Linked DNA regions of Rattus norvegicus: region 2 is linked to region 1. The links are chromatin contacts, called in public Hi-C maps. All regions are on one chromosome and are shown on one strand. Each heading gives the region's core, a stretch centred on a gene start, on an enhancer-like site or on the middle of the called end of the contact. The rest is flanking DNA. Distances are from core to core; before and after follow the strand shown.

Evidence for each region. Hi-C and Micro-C count contacts between places; a contact is called where the count stands out from the background.
Region 2: a Hi-C map of frontal cortex shows a contact between it and region 1, with 1.9 times the contacts expected there. The contact joins the promoter of Otud1 here to the enhancer-like site in region 1.

Annotation. Positions count from the first base shown.
Region 1 is chr17:87,116,804-87,120,382 of GRCr8, forward strand. No RefSeq gene overlaps it. Among named protein-coding and RNA genes, the nearest start is that of C17h10orf67, 36 kb to the left of the region's middle. Within about 2 kb of position 1,783, at least 11 of the 93 cell types and tissues checked have an H3K27ac peak or open chromatin away from gene starts, as enhancers often do.
Region 2 is chr17:87,166,308-87,169,886 of GRCr8, forward strand. Otud1 (OTU deubiquitinase 1) reads left to right here and starts at 1,941. Exons shown (of 1, transcript NM_001400772.1): 1 at 1,941-3,579. The coding sequence starts at 2,272.

The DNA of each region.
Region 1 (3,579 bases), core at 533-3,032:
TTCAGCTAGGCCTGCATTTCAGGAATCCGACTGTCTCCACTCCTTCCTTACTTTTCCAAAGCTGGGGTTCTAGGCAAGTGCCTGATGTCTGGCTTTTTACCTGGGTTCTGGGGGGTTCAAACTCAGGTCCTTGTGCCTGCAGTTACTAAGTTTTACAGAGTTACCAGGGAAGCTGAGCTACAGATGGAGAAACAGTACTCTACAGTAACTAATTGTTTGGTCTAAACATCAACAGCAATGGCTCCTGCCTTCCCATTGTCAGCCTCTTAAGCCCTGTTACTGAATGGCTACCAATACTGTTGTCAGCCGTGCTTCACTGACCTTAAACTGTACTTCGAGGCTGGGAACCTGCCTTCGCAGGGTAAGATCACTGGCTTATAGAAGTGGAAATGGCCGTGTAACTAGAAGACTTTTCAGGAGGACTATTGATTACTCTCTTTTTGAATCTGTAGGCCAAAGCTCTTTCCTATCGGAGAGTTGAAACTATTTCTCTTTTACTCTTCTTTCCTCCCTTTTTCCCTCCCTCCCTTCTTTCCCTTTACTATCTCTCTCTCTCTCTCTCTCTCTCTCTGTGTGTGTGTGTGTGTGTGTGTGTGTGTGTGTGTGTGTGTGTTTATGCATTCTTTATCCATTCTGTCTGTTGATGGGCACCTAAGCTGCTCCTATTCCCAAAGAGGAATCTCTTTCCTAAGCTGCTGTGGGTTTCCGTGGCTGTGCATGTAGGCATAGGCTAGCTGGATCATATGCTGGATCTATTTTTAAAGCCTACCCTACTTTTCATTCTTCTCTGCAAGCGGCTTTTGTATGTTCTGTGAGCAAGAGTTCCCAGAAAGGAGTTATACCTTCCACTGAAGCTTCTGGAAGGCCCTTAGCTGATGGGAGCTGCAGCGACTGTGAAGAGTTTGGAATATTGCACATCTGGAGCCTACCTCTCTCTGGCCTCTTCCTAGACACATTGCCCTCTACTGTACCAGACCTGATATCTCCAGGGCCATCCGGTGAACCTTCCGGAGTGGACAATAAAACTCTAGTTTCCAACAACCCAAAGCCAAGGATGTCCCCTGAGGCCTACAGCAGAGGTTCTCCCCTCGCTTTTCACCCGTCTTCCTGGTGTTCCCACTAATAGAAATGGTTTGATGTTTGCCTTTCTTTGCTCTGTTACTATAAATGCTTCATGAAATGGCTTTTTCATGTGGAATTTGGGGGTAATCTCCATCTGCGTTCGCAGGCCGAGTCCACTCACGTTTGGCTCCAGAGTATACAATCCCCTTTGAGATGAGAGTTGTGTTTGTGCATGGATAGTTCTTTGGAGTAAATCATTCTATGGTCAGAACATTCGATGTTTAGCTTAAATCATTTCTGCACAGGAGCAAAGTCTGTAGCTACCCTGCAGCTGGAAACCTGAGTCTTTTGGGCTCAAGCTCTCCGCAGCGGGAGAAGTCAGAAAACCTCCCAAAGTTTTCCTCGTGGGGCTGGTTTCTCAAACCTCTAATTGTACTTTCAGTTTCCCTTTAAACTCTCTCCAAGCTTTCTGTCTTCTTTTGGATATGAAACCCAGAATTAAACACAGCATGCGAGAGGATATGGCTGGTCCTAGGTTTAGGGGACCAGTGCTGCACACTTCTTTCAGTGCTCAAGTTCCATTGATAGTTTGTACAATAGTGAGAAGGAAGATACCAAGGTATGGTCAGATTTCTTGCTGATGGCCAGCCCACGTTAGTGGACCGAACGGCCTCCAGGCCCTCTTCGATTGGAGCACCGTGCAAAGCTGAGAAGCCCTTCCAAATGTCAGAAAAGGATCCAGGAAGTGAAGGATGATTCACAAGTGGGTTGCCTGGCATTCGTGTCCTAAGACCTAGTTACTGCAAAATTACAGCCTCAAATAGCTTATCCTGCCTACTCCAGAATTAACCACACATTCCTCAGCACCAACACTGTCCTGTTGAAGATACTACAGCACTTCATGGCTAAAAACACCAAGAAGTGTCACTCTGGCTTTGTTTCACAGGAAGCAGATGTCTCTTTTTGGGCAATGTTTCAGAAGAAATCCTCAACCAACACTTGAATTCACCTTTAAAACACAGAGTGGAACCTTGAGAAGAAGACATATCCTTTATTTTATGGGATTAACATATTCTTAGAACCTCACCTACAAATCATACAAATTCATCACTGCTGGCCAATCCTTATTTTCTTCATATCGTTCAAAATGAAATTCCAGAGTTGTTTTCTAGGACGAGGCAATAGAACTCAGGAAGAAAGTAAGCTCTCTTATTTACCAGCCTCCGAGCAAACATACTGAAGGGAAATGATATTTCTGACTTAAAACATTAAGTGGCAAAGGAACTGAGGCGGTAGATTGCACTTTTAAAGAAATTCAAAGGAAAACTGCCACTTATTTTGAATCTAAGACAAATTGGAGTTAGGGCTGTAGCCTGTCTGCACAGGGCTCCAGGTGAAGTCCTCACCTGCCCCTCCAATATTGACATACTGAGGAAACTCTTGAGGTGTAGGCAAACTGAAGTTGTTATAAAACCTTCCCTTGACGCTGCCTGTGACACGTGCTTGGCATACTTGTATGGTACATCCCCAAGTCTTAGGGGAACATTCGCCCTTTGAACAAATGCATGAAACACATACCGGACAAGAAATCAAATTAATCAATAAAGACACAAATTACACACACACACACACACACACACACACGCACACACACACACGCACACACGCACACACACGCACACACACACGCACACACACGCACACACACGCACACACACGCACACACACGCACACACACGCACACACACACACACACACACACACGCACACACACACACACACACACACACACGCACACACACGCACACACACGCACACACACGCACACACACACGCACGCACACACACGCACACTGATTTATTTGGACTTCTATAAATCAGATTCTCCGTGTGTACTTCCACCAAAGGAAAACATTTATGACGTGTTTTAAGACTCTCCGAGTCGATGTAGATCGCTCCTGAGAGACACAGCCAGAATACAGCAAACACAGAGGCGAATGCCAGCAGCAAACCACTGAACTGAGAATAGGTCCCCTATTGAAGGAATCAGAGAAAGAACTGGAAGAGCTTGAAGGGGCTCGAGACCCCATATATACAACAATGCCAAGCAACCAGAGCTTCCAGGGACTAAGCCACTACCTAAAGACTATACATGGACTGACCCTGGACTCTGACCCCATAGGTAGCAATGAATATCCTAGTAAGAGCACCAGTGGAAGGGGAAGCCCTGGGTCCTGCTAAGACTGAACCCCCAGTGAACTAGTCTATGGGGGGAGGGCGGCAATGGGGGGAGGGTTGGGAGGGGAACACCCATAAGGAAGGGGAGGGGGGAGGGGGATGTTTGCCCGGAAACCGGGAAAGGGAATAACACTTGAAATGTATATAAGAAATACTCAAGTTAATTAAAAAAAAAAAATTAAAAAAAAAAAAAGACTCTCCGAGTCATATTTTCAGATTTCTTCTTAGGATCCACTGAAAGAAGCTGATCTTTCTTTTATATCAACCCTACCCAATCCA
Region 2 (3,579 bases), core at 691-3,190, 50 kb after region 1:
TTACTCAAGTGTTAGGAGTCCAGAACTTTAGAACTCTCCTCCCCATCACCTACAAAAGGAAGTGCCTCTTTCCGACTTACATTACCATGTAAAAGATGGGACAAATCTACTTTCTCCTGGTCAAAAGAATAGAGTCTGAGCATTCTGAGTCCAGTCCAGGATGGAGGCACTACAGATTATGCTATGCAATGGAGAAGGGGGAGGAATAGCAATTCCTTTAATAAGATAATATACTTTCCCTTCCCAGAAGACGTTGTGGCCGCTGGCATTCTTTTGTAAAGAACTCTGTGCTCTGGTCTTCCTTCTCTTCTGAGCTCTCATTCAGAAAAGGGTAATTTTCTCTTTTGCGTTGTTTTCTTGAAGATACCAGGCATGCATCTAGGAACACTGCATTTTTACTTTTCTCTGAAGCTACTATTACCGGAATTATTGGCTTACACGCTGTGTTCCAACTCAAGTTCGGCCATCCCTCCTCAATAAGGCAACTAAAAGTGCCAAATTAATGATGAAAAGCAAATTTTTAAAAAAAGAGATCTTACTAATCCACAAATTCTGTCTTGGAGTTGTGTTTCCTGAGGGTGAGGTTTAAATGCAAAGCAGGAGCTATGCCTAACTAAACACTGGCAAATGTGGTCCCCAGTCCATTTCTGTCTCAGCTCCAAATCTCTCCTGAAAGGTCAGCTCCAGAAGATAAGTACCTTCTCTGGGGGGAAATTCCTGTGCGGGCGTGTGTGAGTGTGTGTGTGTGTGTGTGTGTGTGTGTGTGTGTGTGTGTGTGTTCACTTTTTTTCCAATGGGCTAAATAAGAGGAAAGCACAAATGTCTTGTTTAGAATACACCTATTCTAGCCTGGTGGTTTACACCATCCCTTACCAGTGCAACAGCTGGCCAAACTCCGTTGCTGGACTTGCTGACCTGCCTTTTCCAGTCCTAACTTAAAAGGGCATGGCTTTTTAAAATTTCTCCTCCCTTCTCTGGCCAACTGCCAAGATTAGCAGATTACCTACCCTCTCAAACATTAGTAAAATTGTCCCCAAGGTTCCTTTTGAGCCGTTCAAAATGTTTTGATTAAGGAGTCTAAGAATCCCCAATGAGAGAGACCCTAGTAACAAGTAGAAATTACATTCCAGTGGAATGGTGTAATGCATGTAGCACAACCTGCAGGCTGTTTTTCCATACCAAGAAGTCACCTCCAATCCAATCTATATATCTGGAAATTAAATTTAATATTGGATTGAATCTCAGAATAATGTAAACGCTACTGTTACTGCAAGTAGGTACCAGTTTGGTAACACTCTGGCTTTCCTTTGCAAAGGAAGCACAGGTCAGTCTGTTGTCTCATTTCGTTGAGTTGTTCCAGAATATAGGTGGTGTGCCTCCTCTTGCCTCAAAGTTTAGCACTCGCGATCTACTTTCAAAAGGCTTTAAGCTGCATGTCATTTGGTGTTCCGAGGAAGGCTGCCTGAGAGCCTTCCTTTCGCCCATGCATTTTTGCTTAGCCGGGCAGCAAGATCGTGAAGACCAGACCCAAACTCCTTCATCTGAAGAACCGATTCAAGAAGTTGCTGAATGCCACTGGCCCTGCAAGATTCAAGGCAGAGCTCCGTCCCTAGTACGCACTTTGTTTTAGAAACGCGTTATTCCAACCTAGTCTTTTGCCCCGGCTAAGCCGGTCCCGCCGCTGCGTCACACAGCAGGACAGCGGCACAGCCCACAGACCTGCTTCCTAGGTACCCCGCAGCCAGCAACGGTAGTCAGGTTGACAGCGCACTCAATGCGCATGTCTGTAGCCCAGCCCCCGCCTCGCCCTCTCCGGCCACGCCCATGAGGCCGCCGCCGAGGGGCGGGGCGGCCCCGCTTGAATGGGGCGCGCATTCCTGGGGGACCATGTGACGCGGCCGCGCGGCCTGAGGTAAACAAGCGCGGCCCCGCCTCCTCTCATCCGCGCGCTGCACTCCTGCTTGCGGGCGGGCGGCGCTCGGCTGAGCGGGCAGCTTCTCCAACCGTCCCCAGCGGCCGGCGCGGGGCACAGCTGCCGCAGCGTCCTGCGCCCCTGTCCCGGGCCGAGCGCGCGCCCTCCGGTGCCCTCGGACCGCCCGCGCGCTGTGGCGCAGTACGAATTGGGTCGCGGCCCGGGCGCTATTCGCGGCTCCTGACGCGGCGGCCCGCGGCGCTGAGCTCAGCGCTATTCTCGGGCTCCGGGGCACTGCGCCCGAGGGTGTGTCTCCAAGCCGGGCTCGCAGCTATAAGGGGCCGCGGGCGGCCACGGCCATGCAGCTCTACAGCAGCGTGTGCACCCACTACCCTGCGGGCACGCCGGGCCCCACGGCCGCCGCCCCGCCTGCCACCACCGCCGCCTTCAAGGTCTCCTTGCAGTCAGCGGGCCCCGCCGCCGCCGCTCCGGAGCCGGATACCGGAGAGCGCCCACCCGCCGCGGCTACCGAACCACGCGAAGCCGCCGCCGCCGCCGCCATGCCCGCCTTCTCTGCCTGCTTCGAGCGGTCCGGGTCAGCCACCGCCGCCGCCCCACCCGGCGCGTGCTGCAAGCCGCCGCTGCCGCCGCACTTCACGTCTACGGCGCACATCGCCGTGCGGGCCCTGGGCGCCGAGCGCCTCCTGTTGCCGCCACCCTCGGCTCCCGCGCCTCCGCGTCGCGGCTCGTCCGCCTGGCTGCTGGAAGAGCTGCTCCGGCCCGACGAGCCCGCGGCCCCGAACGCCGCCCGCGACGCGCCCGACAGGAACTTCCGACTGAGCGAGCATCGCCAGGCCCTGGCGGCCGCCCAGCACCGAGCCCCTGCACCGGCCCCCGTCGGCCCGGAGCCCGGGGCCGGCCCGTGGAGTGAGGAGCGCCGGACGGAGCGCAGTCCCCGAGGTTGGGACCGGGCGAGCGGTCGCAGCGACGCCTCCGGGGCTGACGCGCACCGACGGCCGGATCCCGAAATTGAGGTTCACCCCGTACCCGCACCCGCACCCGCACCCGCACGGAGCAGCGGCGATCCGACCCAGAACGGTGAAGGCGAAGCTGTAGGCGCGCCCCGGGCGGATCCCAGGGATGAGAAGCTAGCCCTGTACCTGGCCGAGGTGGAGAGGCAGGACAAGTACCTGAGACAGAGGAACAAGTACCGATTCCACATCATCCCTGACGGTAACTGCCTTTACCGAGCTGTCAGCAAGACTGTGTACGGGGACCAGAGCCTGCACCGGGAGCTGAGGGAGCAGACCGTGCACTACATCGCGGACCACCTCGACCACTTCAGCCCCCTCATTGAGGGCGACGTGGGGGAGTTTATTATCGCTGCTGCCCAGGATGGGGCGTGGGCCGGATACCCCGAATTGCTGGCCATGGGGCAGATGCTGAATGTGAATATACACTTAACTACTGGAGGGAGGCTGGAGAGCCCCACCGTGTCTACCATGGTTCACTATCTGGGTCCAGAGGATTCTCTAAGGCCTAGTATTTGGCTTAGTTGGCTCAGCAATGGACACTATGATGCAGTGTTTGACCACTCCTACCCTAACCCAGAGTATGACAATTGGTGCAAGCAAACCCAAATGCAGAGAAAACGCGACGAAGAACTT